Regions from separate parts of the Mus musculus genome. Here all the other regions are linked to region 1. A link is a contact called in public HiChIP or PLAC-seq and promoter capture Hi-C data. All regions are on one chromosome and are shown on one strand. Each heading gives the region's core, a stretch centred on a gene start, on an enhancer-like site or on the middle of the called end of the contact. The rest is flanking DNA. Distances are from core to core; before and after follow the strand shown.

What was found. Promoter capture Hi-C pulls out the DNA fragments that hold promoters and counts their contacts. HiChIP or PLAC-seq counts read pairs in DNA pulled down with a chosen protein or histone mark.
Region 2: a contact with region 1 is called in a promoter capture Hi-C map of erythroid cells, with 22 times the contacts expected there. The contact joins the promoter of Iqch here to the promoter of Rplp1 in region 1. A contact is called at or near these places in 1 of 39 promoter capture datasets (erythroid cells) and 1 of 115 datasets of contacts at active chromatin or transcription factors (microglia).
Region 3: a promoter capture Hi-C map of neural stem cells shows a contact between it and region 1. The contact joins the promoter of Larp6 here to the promoter of Rplp1 in region 1. A contact is called at or near these places in 6 of 39 promoter capture datasets (embryonic stem cells, hippocampal neurons, liver and 2 more), 4 of 15 datasets of contacts at CTCF or cohesin (embryonic stem cells, large pre-B cells, pro-B cells and 1 more), 4 of 484 Hi-C or Micro-C datasets (B cells, cortical neurons, embryonic stem cells and 1 more), 6 of 115 datasets of contacts at active chromatin or transcription factors (astrocytes, embryonic forebrain, forebrain and 3 more) and 3 of 9 other capture datasets (adipose tissue, embryonic stem cells and liver).
Region 4: a contact with region 1 is called in an H3K4me3 HiChIP or PLAC-seq map of pro-B cells, with 7 times the contacts expected there. The contact joins the promoter of Uaca here to the promoter of Rplp1 in region 1. A contact is called at or near these places in 8 of 39 promoter capture datasets (the SN4741 cell line, cranial neural crest, hippocampal neurons and 4 more), 11 of 115 datasets of contacts at active chromatin or transcription factors (the NIH/3T3 cell line, acute myeloid leukemia, embryonic hindbrain and 6 more) and 2 of 9 other capture datasets (embryonic stem cells and macrophages).
Region 5: an H3K4me3 HiChIP or PLAC-seq map of embryonic forebrain shows a contact between it and region 1, with 14 times the contacts expected there. The contact joins the enhancer-like site here to the promoter of Rplp1 in region 1. A contact is called at or near these places in 10 of 39 promoter capture datasets (cranial neural crest, embryonic stem cells, frontonasal cranial neural crest and 6 more), 1 of 15 datasets of contacts at CTCF or cohesin (large pre-B cells), 5 of 484 Hi-C or Micro-C datasets (the Patski cell line, bone marrow-derived macrophages, cerebral cortex and 1 more), 12 of 115 datasets of contacts at active chromatin or transcription factors (T-cell acute lymphoblastic leukemia, acute myeloid leukemia, craniofacial prominence and 8 more) and 4 of 9 other capture datasets (adipose tissue, embryonic stem cells, macrophages and 1 more).

Annotation. Positions count from the first base shown.
Region 1 is chr9:61,913,203-61,915,842 of GRCm38.p6, forward strand. Rplp1 (ribosomal protein, large, P1) reads right to left here and starts at 1,308. Exons shown (of 3, transcript NM_018853.3): 1 at 1,155-1,308; 2 at 686-760; 3 at 81-319. The coding sequence starts at 1,226. The coding sequence ends at 122.
Region 2 is chr9:63,601,162-63,603,801 of GRCm38.p6, forward strand. Iqch (IQ motif containing H) reads right to left here and starts at 1,332. Exons shown (of 22, transcript NM_001311098.1): 1 at 1,206-1,332. The coding sequence starts at 1,256. Aagab (alpha- and gamma-adaptin binding protein) reads left to right here and starts at 1,485. Exons shown (of 10, transcript NM_025857.3): 1 at 1,485-1,610. The coding sequence starts at 1,538.
Region 3 is chr9:60,711,816-60,714,455 of GRCm38.p6, forward strand. It overlaps Larp6 (La ribonucleoprotein domain family, member 6), which reads left to right and starts at 1,306. Exons shown (of 3, transcript NM_026235.4): 1 at 1,306-1,590. The coding sequence starts at 1,391.
Region 4 is chr9:60,793,103-60,795,742 of GRCm38.p6, forward strand. It overlaps Uaca (uveal autoantigen with coiled-coil domains and ankyrin repeats), which reads left to right and starts at 1,340. Exons shown (of 19, transcript NM_028283.3): 1 at 1,340-1,590. The coding sequence starts at 1,507.
Region 5 is chr9:60,875,423-60,878,062 of GRCm38.p6, forward strand. Uaca (uveal autoantigen with coiled-coil domains and ankyrin repeats) reads left to right here. Exons shown (of 19, transcript NM_028283.3): 18 at 940-1,005. Among named protein-coding and RNA genes, the nearest start is that of Gm33643, 8.3 kb to the left of the region's middle. Within about 2 kb of position 1,324, at least 8 of the 459 cell types and tissues checked have an H3K27ac peak or open chromatin away from gene starts, as enhancers often do. A contact at or near this core is called in embryonic forebrain, where this site is marked.

The DNA.
Region 1 (2,640 bases), core at 58-2,557:
TTCCCTGACATTTTTTTGGGACCTGCTACCATCTCTGAAACTCCAAGAGCTTTGTGGCTTACAAGTGAGACCAGTCCACCTACAGGTTCAGCTCTTTATTAGCCAACTTAACAAAAGCAGTTTAGTCAAAAAGACCGAAGCCCATGTCATCTTCAGACTCCTCGGACTCTTCCTTCTTTGCCTCCACTTTCTTCTCCTCAGCTGGGGCGGCGGCAGTGGATGGAGCAGCACCACCAGCAGGCGCAGCTCCAGCTGCTGGAGCGGGCCCACCAGCCCCTACATTGCAGATGAGGCTCCCAATGTTGACATTGGCCAGAGCCTACAACAGAGACATAGAAAAGGCTTTTAGTTTTGTGCTGCAAGATTTAATGATTCAATTAAGCTCTTTTCACCCATGAGACCAAAGCAATGTTCAGGACTACAGGGAATCAATATACAACTGCCACCAGTTGATTGACCCCACTTGCCAGAAATAAAGCTGTTTGTATAAATAGAATGTAGCTATCCACTTTGCATGAATCTCACTGCTTCAAATGCCCAAACTTAAGAGGCAACAAAACTCATTCTCAAGCCATGGACCGTGAAGGCCTGACATAAAAGCCACATCAATAAGTACAAACTAAGATACAAAAATCAAGGCTGGTGGTGGAAATCGTACATTACCAAGTGTAACCCCAAAACTTACCTTGGCAAACAAGCCAGGCCAGAAAGGTTCGACGCTGACACCAGCTGCTTTAATGAGGGCATTGATCTTATCCTCCTGGAACACAAACGCCAACCCGTCAGAACGATCAGAATGCGGCTAAAACTCAGTCACTTATACAGAGTTAAGTTTCGTACTTGGGCTAAAGTCAACCTTAAAAAAGACAAGGCCAGGTTTGAAGGCTCAGCGGGCTGTGGGATTGTCCCGCAGGCCTGACGACCTGAGTTCGAGGCCTAAAACTTAGATAAAAACAGCCCACTCTAAACAGTAGGCCTAACATGCGCGCTCGGGACCGCCATTCACCTGTCTCGGGTTGGGCCGCGCGGGGAGGACAGAGCGCATACGCCTCACAGGCCTCCAAGTCACCGAATGCCTGAGAATGCGAAGTCCGGGCGGAGCCGGGTGTCCGCCGCACAAACACGTGGCCGGCCCGGGGTTATCCCGCACTTACCGTGACCGTCACCTCGTCGTCGTGCAGGATGAGGGCGGAGTAGATGCAAGCGAGCTCGGAGACGGAAGCCATGCTGTAGACTGCCGGCACGGTGCTAGTCGCCGGATGAAGTGAGGGCCTCACCCCAACGCGGCCTTAGCTTCCTCGGAAGGACCGAGCACCTTGGCGGCAGCTGAGGAAAAGATCATATACGCCTGCGCGCAGCTTCTTATGGGACCGCGCCGACCAATCGATGCCCGACTCGAGACGGAAGGGGCAGGGCCAAAACCGAGAGGAGGCGCGTCTGCAGAACGCAGTTCCGGATTTGCGCGTTCGACTTCCGGTGCGATTGGCCTTTGGGGCTTGCGAATATTACAAGTGCTCAACAGTAGAGATTAACAGGCTAAAGGGAGAGAGCTATCGGGGGAGACGTACTGCTTAAACTGACAGGCGCGTTCCCACGGCTTGGGTACACTGAAAAGTCGCTCTCCGCCTCAAGCCTTGCGGATCACGTGGTGGACTTCCCAACCCACCCTCACCCCGGGCGTGCGCGCCGTAGTAACTGTGTCTGTGATGAGGTTGATAAATACCACCCGGGACCCGGAGTTGCATATCAAATGCAATATATCGTGGTTAATGTTTAATTCATTACATTGAAAAAGCACAGAGGGGCGGAAGTTAAGCCATCTTGCAGCTCTCAGGTTTGGCTCCCGCACCCCGAAAAGTGCCAGGAAATCCAGTAACAGGGGCTCTGATCCTGACAGAGGTCAGCAGACACGCTCAAGTACACATAAAAGTAAACACTCTTTAAAGTGTCACGCGAGGTATGGTGAGGAAAAAACCCACAGAAGTAGGAGACCACGTGATAAAATTCGGCAACTAATTATATAGAACCCCTAGAAAACCAGGAGAGTAACTTTGATGCGCAGACATCAAAAGCAAGTATCAATAAACAAACGTTTTCCTTTGCCTCTCTTTTAGTGCATGGTACTTTGTCACAGCAATAGAAACCCCAAGTGCTCATATACACAATTAAATAAAAACACCCCTCAGGTTAGGGTACAGCTCGTGTGTGGTCAGCTTGTGTAGAGGTGACCTTGGTGCTAGAAACTTGCAACTAGAATGTAGTGCATACTAGATTAAGTGGTTTCTTTAAAGTTAATAAAATTCTAATCTCAGGACCACAAAGAAGCTATGAAACAGCAAAAGGAACCTAAGTAGAGCAATATAGTTTTCACAGATAAGAGCCTAAAACGGAGAATTTTCTCCAAGTAATATAGTTCCAATCAAAATTCTGTTCATGATCTCAGTGGAATTTGACATGGCCTTCAGTCTAAACACACACACACACACACACCCTGACAGGGTGTCATGTACCTCAGCTGGCCTTGAACTTGCTATGTGGTTGAAGATTACCTGGAATGTTGGATCTTCCTCCCCTGCCTGGGATTGATTTTAAGTATCCAGGTCATGCTGGGCTAGGGATTAACTCCAGGGCGGGTACACA
Region 2 (2,640 bases), core at 82-2,581, 1.7 Mb after region 1:
AATTTCACCAAGGACACCCAGAAGAGAAGAACTCTTCCCAGCTCTCCTCCCAACTCTTCCCAACACCTCTCCCAATTCCTCAGCTAGCTGTTAAAAGCCCCCTACTGTCACCACTCGGGTCGAACTCCCCTGCCCTGCACTGTGGAGGGACTTCGTCCTCAGCTAGCTGATAATAAAACCTCTTGCAGTTTGCATCAGGTGTGGTTTTCTCTCGAGATGTTGGGGTGTTGGCCAGCTCATCCCGGGACTTGAGCAGAGGCCCAGCATCGGGGGTCTTACAGAACTTCTTAAAGTGAGACCATCTTAAAGGGACCCATACCTAAACACGGAAAAAAACAAAACAAAACAAAGCAAAAAAAAAAAAAAAAAAACCAAACCAACCTAGCTGTTTCAGAAAAATTGTTCAACTGTCACAAACTGAATTACACTGGAGAAGTCAAGTCTTTGAGAGCTTTCTCCCTAGATTATAAATAAGATATTTCTCCAAGTTTTCATTTTTTATGTTGTTTTGTAATCCAGGTGATCTTAAAAATATGTTTGGTAACGCACACCTTTAATCCCAGCACTTGGGAGGTAAAGGCAGGCAGATTTCTGAGTTGGAGGCCAGCCTGGTCTACAGAGTGAGTTCCAGGACAGCCAGGGCTACACAGAGAAACTCTGTCTCGAAGAAAAAAAAATTTTAAAAAAAGCTTGGGTGTGTGTTCCCAAGCAAGCAGTGACTATTGTAGGTTAAGAAGCACGGGTCCCATAGCTCACGTTCTCTTCGAACTTCTCACCACCTCCTAATGATGAATCTGTTTCTCCTTCACATCCCCAAGCCATGGATGGACTTTAAACATTTCATAATTTATTTTTAAATGGTGCCTTGAGCACCCCAGCCTGCTAGTACAGATTGATAATCCCAGTTACTCAGGAGGCTGAGGCAGGAGGATCACAAGTTCCAGGCCTGCCTGGATTGTAGAGGGTGCTCCAAGACAGTCAATGACCATCTGGGCCCGAAGTATAAGGAAGACAGGTGATGCAGCCTAGCGGTAAAGCACTTGCTTGGCGCTAGCATGTCCTGTGTTCAACCCCCAGAGCATGATGCCCTAAAGTGTAGGCGTTTCCTGCTATAGGGCCGAGAGAATAAATGGTGGTGCTTGGGATCACAGGTTTCGGGGTTCGAGGGGAGGTCTGTGCGGCCGCCAGCCCGGCCTGTTTCCCACCTGGATTAGGATGGATCCAATGGGGTCGCTGTCCTCCTGGGCCTGCGCCATGACTAAGGAGGGCAGAAGACACTAGGCTCCGGAGGTATGGCCTCCTGCGGAGCGCTCCTAGATGGTGCGGGCACCCGTCACCATAGCAACGCGGCGCGCGCGACCGGCGCGCTCCACTGGAGGAGCGGGGAAGGGGGGTGTGAGGGCCAGCCGGAGCCTCGGCTGCCCAGCGCGCGGCCCCGCCCAGCGCGCGTGCCCGGATCATCTCCCCCGCGTGCCCGCTGCAGTGGTACGGCCCAAGGCGGAAGCAGCGCCGGCGCGGAACCCGCTCTGCCGCAGCGATGGCTGCCGGTGTACCCTGCGCGCTGGTTACCAGCTGCTCCGCCACCTTCACCGGGGACCGGCTGGTGCAACGTGAGTAACCCGACGTCTGAGCCGGGCTGCAAGGCCCAGTTCAGAGCCATGGGCGCAGGGCCGGCGACCTCTCCCGGGCTCTGCCCGAGCTGGGCCCTAGGCTCCGGCTCCTCCGCAGGTCTCGGCGCCAGGCGCTTAACCTTCTGCCTGTGTAAAGTGAGGCCGGTTTCTGACCTCCCGCCTCAGGGGTGGTGGCAAGCACCCCCTAAGATGATATTCAAGACCCCGGAAATTGTGCTCTTAGACGAATGTAAGGCGCTGGAGTTGCGGTGTTGTGTTTGGGGGTTATGCCCCTGCTGCTGGGGTAGTGGTTCCTCTTGTGAACTGAAGTGCTCAGCAAAAAAACAAAAAAACAAACAAACAAAAAATGCACGCGCGTTAGTGTTCTGCCAGGATGATGGACTGACCAGAACTCCTGTGATTGTGGAGAGCTGGAATTTTAATAACTGTAGCCAGATTCTCGTGGACTGTCTCTAGTCTCCTTCTTAGCCATTTGTTGCCCACTTCTGTGTCTGACCTAATATCCTCTGACTATCAGGTAAAGTCCTTTTGGGAATAAGCAAACAGACCCCCTAGCTTCCATCAACCCAAAGGCTAAGAATTTTATCAGTTGGTGTCTGAGGCCTACAGCAAGGGCTTCCACGATGTGCTGTAATCCACCAACCTGTTGTTCCCCTCAATGTATTTTTAGAACATCCTGATATGTAGCTTTGTTGTTCCTATAAGAACACCATGGAATTGTTATTGCCACGTTGGAACATTTGACTTGAGGCACCCCTGATTCCTGTTCCCTTTTCATGATCCCTCATATTTGGCTCCAGAATAAACGCTTACTCCCTTAGAGATGAGAGCTGTGGGCGTTCTTGATTCCCTCCCCTTGATTGTGTGTGTGTGTGTAATGTACATACATGCATACTTGTGTGTACATGATATTTGTTGGGTGCCCCCTCACTTGCAGTTACATTTCTTGAGTTCTTTCTGAGGTGAAAGTTCCCCGGAAAAAAATGAGTTTGAGGTGTTACTGCACCCA
Region 3 (2,640 bases), core at 56-2,555, 1.2 Mb before region 1:
GGGGGGGTAGGTCGAGACAGGGTTTCTCTGTATAGTCCTTGCTGTCCTGGAACTCACTTTGTAGACCAGGCTGACCTCGAACTCAGAAATCCACCTGCCTCTGCCTCCCAGAGTGCTGGGATTAAAGGCGTGCGCCACCATGAGACTCTATCTTAATAAATAAATTACACACACATATTATGTCTAATTATTAGGCATATTAATTTATTATGTATAATATAATACAAAATGATAAAAATAGATAAAATAGATCTACTCAAACCTGCAAAAGAGGGGCCATGGGATTGAGGACATAGCCCAAAAAGACAAAGTAATTGCCCAGTGTGCCTGAGACTCTGGCCTCCATTACTGGTCTTGAAGGGGGAGGGGCTTCCTTTCTGGGTTATTAAGTCTCTCCTGGCCCCAGCCCAGATACTCACAGGGCACTGTGAGTGGTGTCCTTTTACCCAGACGCTATTTTCCCAAAGACCAGGTTTCCTGAGTGTCCCCTACCTTGGGGTCCTACAGCAAAGCAAACACACGTGATCTGTTCTTTGGTCCTCTGATGTGGCTAATGTGAAATATTATGTCGAAGACCTTCGATGAAGAGCTTCGTGGATGCAAATTCAAGTCTTATCATGTCCCTGTTTCTGGACATTAAGGCAGCAGAGCTGGAACTCATCTTAAAGCTAAGTGTGGAAGTGTAGCTGGGCTTTAGAGCATCCTGGCATTTAAATAGTCACTTCATTCACCCAATAAATACTTAAGTGCTGTCTCAACACTACCTCAATTCAGTTTGAAACTTAGAATGCTCTAACATCATTGAGGGCTCCTTTAAGATGCAGCTCCTGATTCAGGCGGTTTGTGCGGGGCCTGACAATTTGCTGTTAGAACAGGTGCCAGGTATATTTGGTGTTGTTTAGGAGACAGGACACGGAGGAGCCAAGCTCTTGACCTGCTAAGACTCACCCTAACCTTATAAGCTTCTATGCCAGAGGAGCTAACGGTAGAGCTTGTGCTTTCTCTCACCTTGGCGGGTTTGTCAGGGAGACAAGCCTGGGAGCTGTTGACTTGTGCCTGTCTCCGCTAGTCCAGCCCAAAGCCAGAAGCCAGCAGAGCTGCGTCTCTGCGCCGGGTGGGGAGGAGGGAGCTGTGGGGCTGGGGCGCCACCAGACAGGGACGCAGGGAGGGACCTGGTCTGGGTTTTACCCCGGGACAGGCCTGTGGAGCGCGGGGGAGTAGTCCCTGAGCGAGTGCTCAGGGCGGTGCCCGCCGTGCGGCGTGGGGCGGATCGCGACCCCCGTCCCTCCCCGGGGCCGAGTCTCTGCCGCGCGCGCGCCGCCCACGCGCGATCGTCGCTATCGAGGGCTGCCGGCTGGCCTGGCCTCGCGACACGGAGACCCTGCCAACCATGGCCCAGCTCGGCGAACAGACTCTGCCTGGGCCCGAGACCACGGTGCAGATCCGTGTCGCCATCCAGGAGGCTGAGGATCTGGAGGATCTGGAGGAGGAGGACGAGGGGACCTCGGCGCGGGCAGCGGGGGACCCAGCCCGGTACCTCAGTCCCGGCTGGGGCAGCGCCAGCGAGGAGGAGCCGAGCCGCGGGCACAGGTAGGCTCGGTGGCTCGGGCCTGGCGAGGGGTACCCGGGGCTCCTGTGCGCGACAACTCACCAGGGCACAGGGGTTGACTCAACCCCCCCGACACGGAGGCTGCAGACTGAGTCAGAACCCGCTTTGGGGAACAATCTGTGTGTCCCAGCCCTCAGCAGGTTTTGATTCTTGATTGACAAGGCTTCCAAGGATGGGGGTGGGGATCTGAGGGACCTGGATTTGGGGCAGAGGGTTGCTCTGGGATCCAAAAAGGGAGATTAGCATGAGCCATTTTCTCCATGCCATCCCTACTTCTGAAGGAGACGCCCCCCTCGGTGGATGCACCCCACCAGACACTTGACCTAGCCTGGAGTTCCCCCATGAGGCTGGGCCTCCTCCTCCGGATGCCAGGGATCCTAAGGAGCCTTCATCACCATCATCACCTGCTCTGCTCATCATTCCAGTGGCTTCACTTGGCTTCTAGGTGTCACAGGCCAGGCACAGTTGACACATGCAGATGGGGGCATTCAGGAAAGGATCGTTTCCTAGTGGAGAGAGCTCTCCTATCCTCAGTTGAGATGGCCTAGGGCCTTGCTGCTTCCCCTCCCTCTGCCTGGGGGTTCCTGTTTCTGCCTGCCTGCTTGCCTACCTTCTGTACCTGGGGCTGGCTCCTTCACTGCTCAATGATGAGTGACTTATAGTGGGTATAGCACCAGTCTGACCTTGCCCCTGGGCAATGAGCTTTCTTCTCAGCCAGACACGCATCACTAATGTCTAGGCCCTTCACAACCACAGATTTCTTATTGCTGTTAAAAAGCAATCCCATATGGAACTGATGAGAAAAAAGAGATACAGCAATGGCACTAGCAGATTCTAGGGGCTGCTAAGAGTCCTTTGGTAAGAGTGCTCCTCTGAGAGGCTGTGAACAGGAATGATAGAAGTGCCTCTCTATCGCTGGAAGCTCAATTCCAGTACGGGAGCATACTGGGCCACAGCCAAGGGGCTGCCCCATCCCTAGTTAAAGGAGACCGGACCTTGGTTAAAAGGGTCAAGAACATGCCATTTCAGGC
Region 4 (2,640 bases), core at 90-2,589, 1.1 Mb before region 1:
GGGGCGGGGGCGCAAGATTCCTTAAGTTTAACCAAGAGAAACTTTAGCCATTTTCCCATTCTCTCTCTCTCTCTCTCTCTCTCTCTCTCTCTCTCTCTGTCTGTCTGTCTCTCTCTCTCTGTTACTGACTTTCTGCTGAGGATCAATGGTCTCTGAACACTGTATCTTCAGGAGAGTTCTGAAGACTTCCTCACTTTTACAATAAAGACTAGAGCCACTCTAAGGGAAAGCTTTAGAAAGAACTGCCCTTAGAGACAAAAAGAGCCTTTGTGAGGAGTTCAGGCTGTTTGTCTTTCCATGTGTGTGAGAATTAACATTTTGCCGGGGAAAATCTCACTCCAAGGAAGATTTTTGAAGCCTCCTGTTGACATGACATTAGTAGTTGTTGTTTGACAGACAGTGTTCTTATCCCAGCCTTAAATAGTTTTTCTTGGTTCAGACTTCTGAGTCAGATGAGCTAATGCCTTGTGTACTTATGCCTGTTGTGTCTACAAAAAGAACAAAGCACTTTAAAAACATAATATTTTACATTTTTTGAGAATTTCATATACAATATATTTCAGTTATATTTATCTTCAACTTCTTCCAGTCCCTTTTGGTCAATTTCTTTTCTCACTTTTGGCTACAAGTGAAGTTTTATTGACGATACTCTGTTCCATCTTTTCCTCCACAGCAGTGCACTAACACTTAACCACGGAGGCCAGAAGAGAGCATCACCTCTCCTGGGACTGAGGATAAAGACATTTGGGAGCTGCCACGTAGGTCCTGAGACTCGAATCTCCGTCCTCCACAAGAACAGCCAGTGACCATAACTGCTAAGCTATCTCTCCAGCAGCACTGCGGAAACTGACCCCTAGTCTGTTAACTGTCCATCTGAAAAAGCAGCTCCCTTTTCTTACAGGCTTGTTGTTGGCCTCAGAGATCCCCATGTGTGTGGCGGTTAGACTTGTGGTCCTGGAGTCGTGTGTTCTCATGAAGATCCTGGATGGGAAGTTGCCCCTGCAAGCTGGTTTGTAGGTAGGTAAGCCGGGACCCGATAGGAGGAAGATATGTTTAGCCTATAATGGGCTCGCGAATGGGAAGAAGAGGGGAGCCTGGGGAGATAAGAACCGGTCTAGGCTGGATTTCTCTAACCTTAGACCACCCAAGTGTGCAGGAACCACAGGCCAGAAGCCGGCGCTGTGCCTCCGCTCACTGAGTAGCACAACTCTACACGCTGCATAGCTGAAGTTCCCCAACTTTTCCTCCAGAGGGGAGAGGAAGAGTGTTACGAAGTTTAAAAGGGAAGTCCCGCCCCCTTCCCGGTTTCCGATTGGTCAGAACCGACCCCACCCCAGCCAGGAGACGGGCCCGATTGGCTGCCGGAGGGACCCGGTTGAGCGAGGCCCCCGGGGCCCCAGGTGGCAGGTGGGGCGGGCCCCGCGCGCTCCGGGGCGTCAGCAGCTCCGGCTCTTGCCCTCGCAGCCCGCAATCTGGTGGGAACCCGGACCCTTGAGAGCCGTGGCCATGAAGAGCCTCAAGTCCCGACTGTGGAAGCAGGACGCGCCCGGCCCCACGTCACCCTCATCGCCCACCGCGGTGGCCAGCACGGTGAGCAGCTCCTGAGGCGGGGACCTCGGGGACCCTCTCTGTTGCGTCCCTCACGGCAGATCTGAGATTCGCGGAGAAGTCCTACGTCCCCTTCTCACTTTGACCTTTGCGGAGTACCCTATTCCCACTTGTTTCCTCGGGGGGACCCCCTCTCTGTCTTCCCGTGGTGCCATCCTGCTCTTCGCTTGTCCCATCGCGCTCGGCGCCCGCGATACCGGGGCCAGGTGGCTCCTGTCTTCCACCCGGTGCAGCCGGTGCGGACTCCGGACCCACCAGGCTCCGCGGCTTTCAGCCGTGCCTGAGTTGAGAGAGAGAAGTTATGTGTCCTCCGCTGAGGCTGTCACAGGGGAAGTCTGGTTCTCAGCCAGGCTGGGCGAGAATAGGGATCTCTCGAATGCAGACAAAGCCCCGCTTGTGTTTGACCCTGGAGATGGCGAAGTCGGGAAGGTGATTGTCCTGTTGGCAGAGTAAATCCCAGGTGGGGCAGGTGGGTGCGTAACGTGGGTGCCGAGCTGAAGCCTGGCCTCGGTGTGCGGCGGGAGAGAAGCGGAGTTGTGAGGCTTCTCTGTAAGTTGGCAGAGAGAGCAGAAATCTTGGGAAACATCCTGACTGCAGATGTTGGAACTTGGATAATTTGGCAGGTTAGAATGGCCGTCTCATCAAAATTCTGCTATTAAGGAAGTTCTATTTTAAAAGTCTTGCAGAGTCAAACACAGAGGAAATGGAATGTGCAAATTGCCCGATGTTCGTAATTAAAATGGACTTTTATAATTTTATACAGATTTTAGTTAGGGGTTATATGCTTTCTATGAGAATACAAATTCATTTGTGCCTGGTTTTGAATTTATTCAGATCGGTGTCTTTCTGAAGGATTACCTTTAGTAGTAGTTTAGTTGGCCTTCAAGGAAACTGGCGAAACTAGACTTAAAAAAAATAAGTAGAGCCGGGCGTAGTGGCGCACGCCTTTAATCCCAGCACTGGGGAGGCAGAGGCAGGCGGATTTCTGAGTTCGAGTCCAGCCTGGTCTACAGAGTGAGTTCCAGGACAGCC
Region 5 (2,640 bases), core at 74-2,573, 1.0 Mb before region 1:
CTCCCAGGGGGATGCCTCCTTACGTATGAGAGAGAATCCACGCTGATCAGCTTGCTCTTCAGAGTCCAAATAGCAGAAGCCATGTGTTTTTAAGAAATATTTATGTTTTTTAAAGTCTCTGTGTGTGTCCATATGCATCCACATTCCCATTCCTGTCCTCCCACATGAAAGCAGTATTCGTGATCATTAATAATAGCAACAACAGCAAAAGCTTTTTTATTGACCTGAACTTGAGAGATGGATCAGCAATTAGAAGTATATACTGCTCTTGCAGAGAACTCAAGTTCAGTTCCTAGAGCCCACATTGGGCAGCACACAACAACCCATAATATCATTCCATGGAATCTGATGCCTTTGGCCTCTGCGGGCTCTACATAGACACAGACACACACAGACACACAGACACAGACACACACAGACACACAGACACATACACACAGACACACACAGACACACACACACACAGACACACACACACAGACACACACACACAGACACAGACACACAGACACATAGACACAGACACACACAGACACACACACACAGACACACACACACACAGACACAGACACGCACACACAGACACGGACACACAGACACATAGACACAGACACACACAGACACACAGACACACACACACACACACACACACACACACACAGACACACACACACACACACACACACACACAGAGTGATCCTCTGTGACTTGGGGTAAGTGGTGTAGCTTTCCTGGCAACATGAATATGTATTAGGGAAAACCTTACAGCGGCTCCATCATGCGTAATTCAGCGTCCACGCTTCTGTTCTAAGGGTGGCAGGAGCCCTTTAATAACCTGCCAATCTGCAGCAGGAGGTCTCACACTCATTTCTGCAAGTCTCCTGGTCTTGCACCCATGCGTGCTAACATTCTCCTCTGTCTACTTTCCCACGGCTATAGGATGCTGACAGACAGCACCAAGAAGTTATCGCTATCTACCGGACACACCTCCTCAGTGCCGCACAGGTAGGAACAGCTATGTCTTTGGAAAAGACTATTCATTTTAGGGAAAAATAAAATACTGTTTTTATTTTTTTGAATAAACTTACATGCATGTAATTGACATTTGAAGTTGCTCTAGCCCATATGCTTATTTAAAAATAATTGTGTTTCTTTTAATCATGGCTTGCATATCTCCCAGAACAATTTACAAAGCTACACAGCAACACAACATCTTAAATTTAGTGTTGTCTCCATCTGCTTGCCACTCATCCGCTAGACAGTTTGGCAACACACGATGGCAGCTCACGTTAACAGTGTCGCTAGCTGGGATAATGCCTTGACATCACACGTGGCTGTCAGCGGGGGGAGGTGGAGCGTAGGGGGAGAGAGAGAGAGTGAGTAGAGGGGGCTGCATATGTTTCCTGGTAGCTTTTGGGGGGGTGGGTTCTTTGAAGTAGCAAACACTTGAAAAATCGGAATAGGACAAAGGGGGTATGCACAAAATTGTAAGAATTTAAGGGAAAATTGGTCAGTTATAATTGCTTATTTACTCAGGGAGCCTTAAACTCAGTGAAGCAGAGGACTGTAAATTCTCTTCTTTTGTGTTGTCCTGAGAAGGCCTGTAAAAGAAATATGCTAAGGAAATGTTTAGGGTGTGAAAGATGGGTTGTTTCTGCTCCGTGGCGGCTGAGCAAATAGTCTCCCGCATTCTCAGAATAGATTGTGCGGGAAGACGTACTGAAAGAGACAATGTTGGAATCACGAGTGAGGGATACTAGAAGTTATTTGGATTTGAGATGTGTTAGCCACACTGTTCTGTTAAAAACAAACAGAAGCAAGGAGGGAAGACAGCAAATTTCAAAGAAACGTGATTTTTTAAAAAGAGAACTCAATTAAATAGTAAATGTACTTTCTGACGTCTGATTCTTAAAATCAGTAGTCTACTTTTCCTGTAGGGTTGGAGAGGGCTCTAAAAAGAGAGACGGCATGAAGGGTGCTCCCTGCTGCCCTCTGAGCGGGTAGGACATTAGCTGAGCTCTGAAAGATAATTTCACTTACTAGAGCTGTCAATGGGCAACAGAACAGGACGTTTGTGAGAGGATAGAACAGCACAGGTCAGGCTGCAGAGATGGCTCAGTGGGTAAACGCACTTGCTGGCCAAACATGGGGGCCTGGGTTCTGATCCTGGAACCCATGGAAAGAGACAGGCATGGCTACCTGAGTGCCCGTGAGCCGAGCTCCCAGAGTGGTAGAGACAAGAGGATTACTGAGGCTTACCACCAACCCAGAGTGAGGTTCAGTGAGAGATGATATCTCAGGAAATAGTGCAAAGAGTGGTAAAGCAGGACACCTGATACTGTCTGTGCGCGCACACACACACACACTGATACTGTCTGTGTGCACACACACACACACACACACACACACACACACACACGCGCGCGCGCACGCATACACACACATACACACATGCACACACACACGCGCACGAATACACACGCACACACACACACACACAAATACACACAGACACATGCATACACACACACATACACACACAGACACAGACACACACACACACACACACAAATACACACACACAGACACACGCATACACACGCACACACACACACAAATACACACACACAGACACATGCA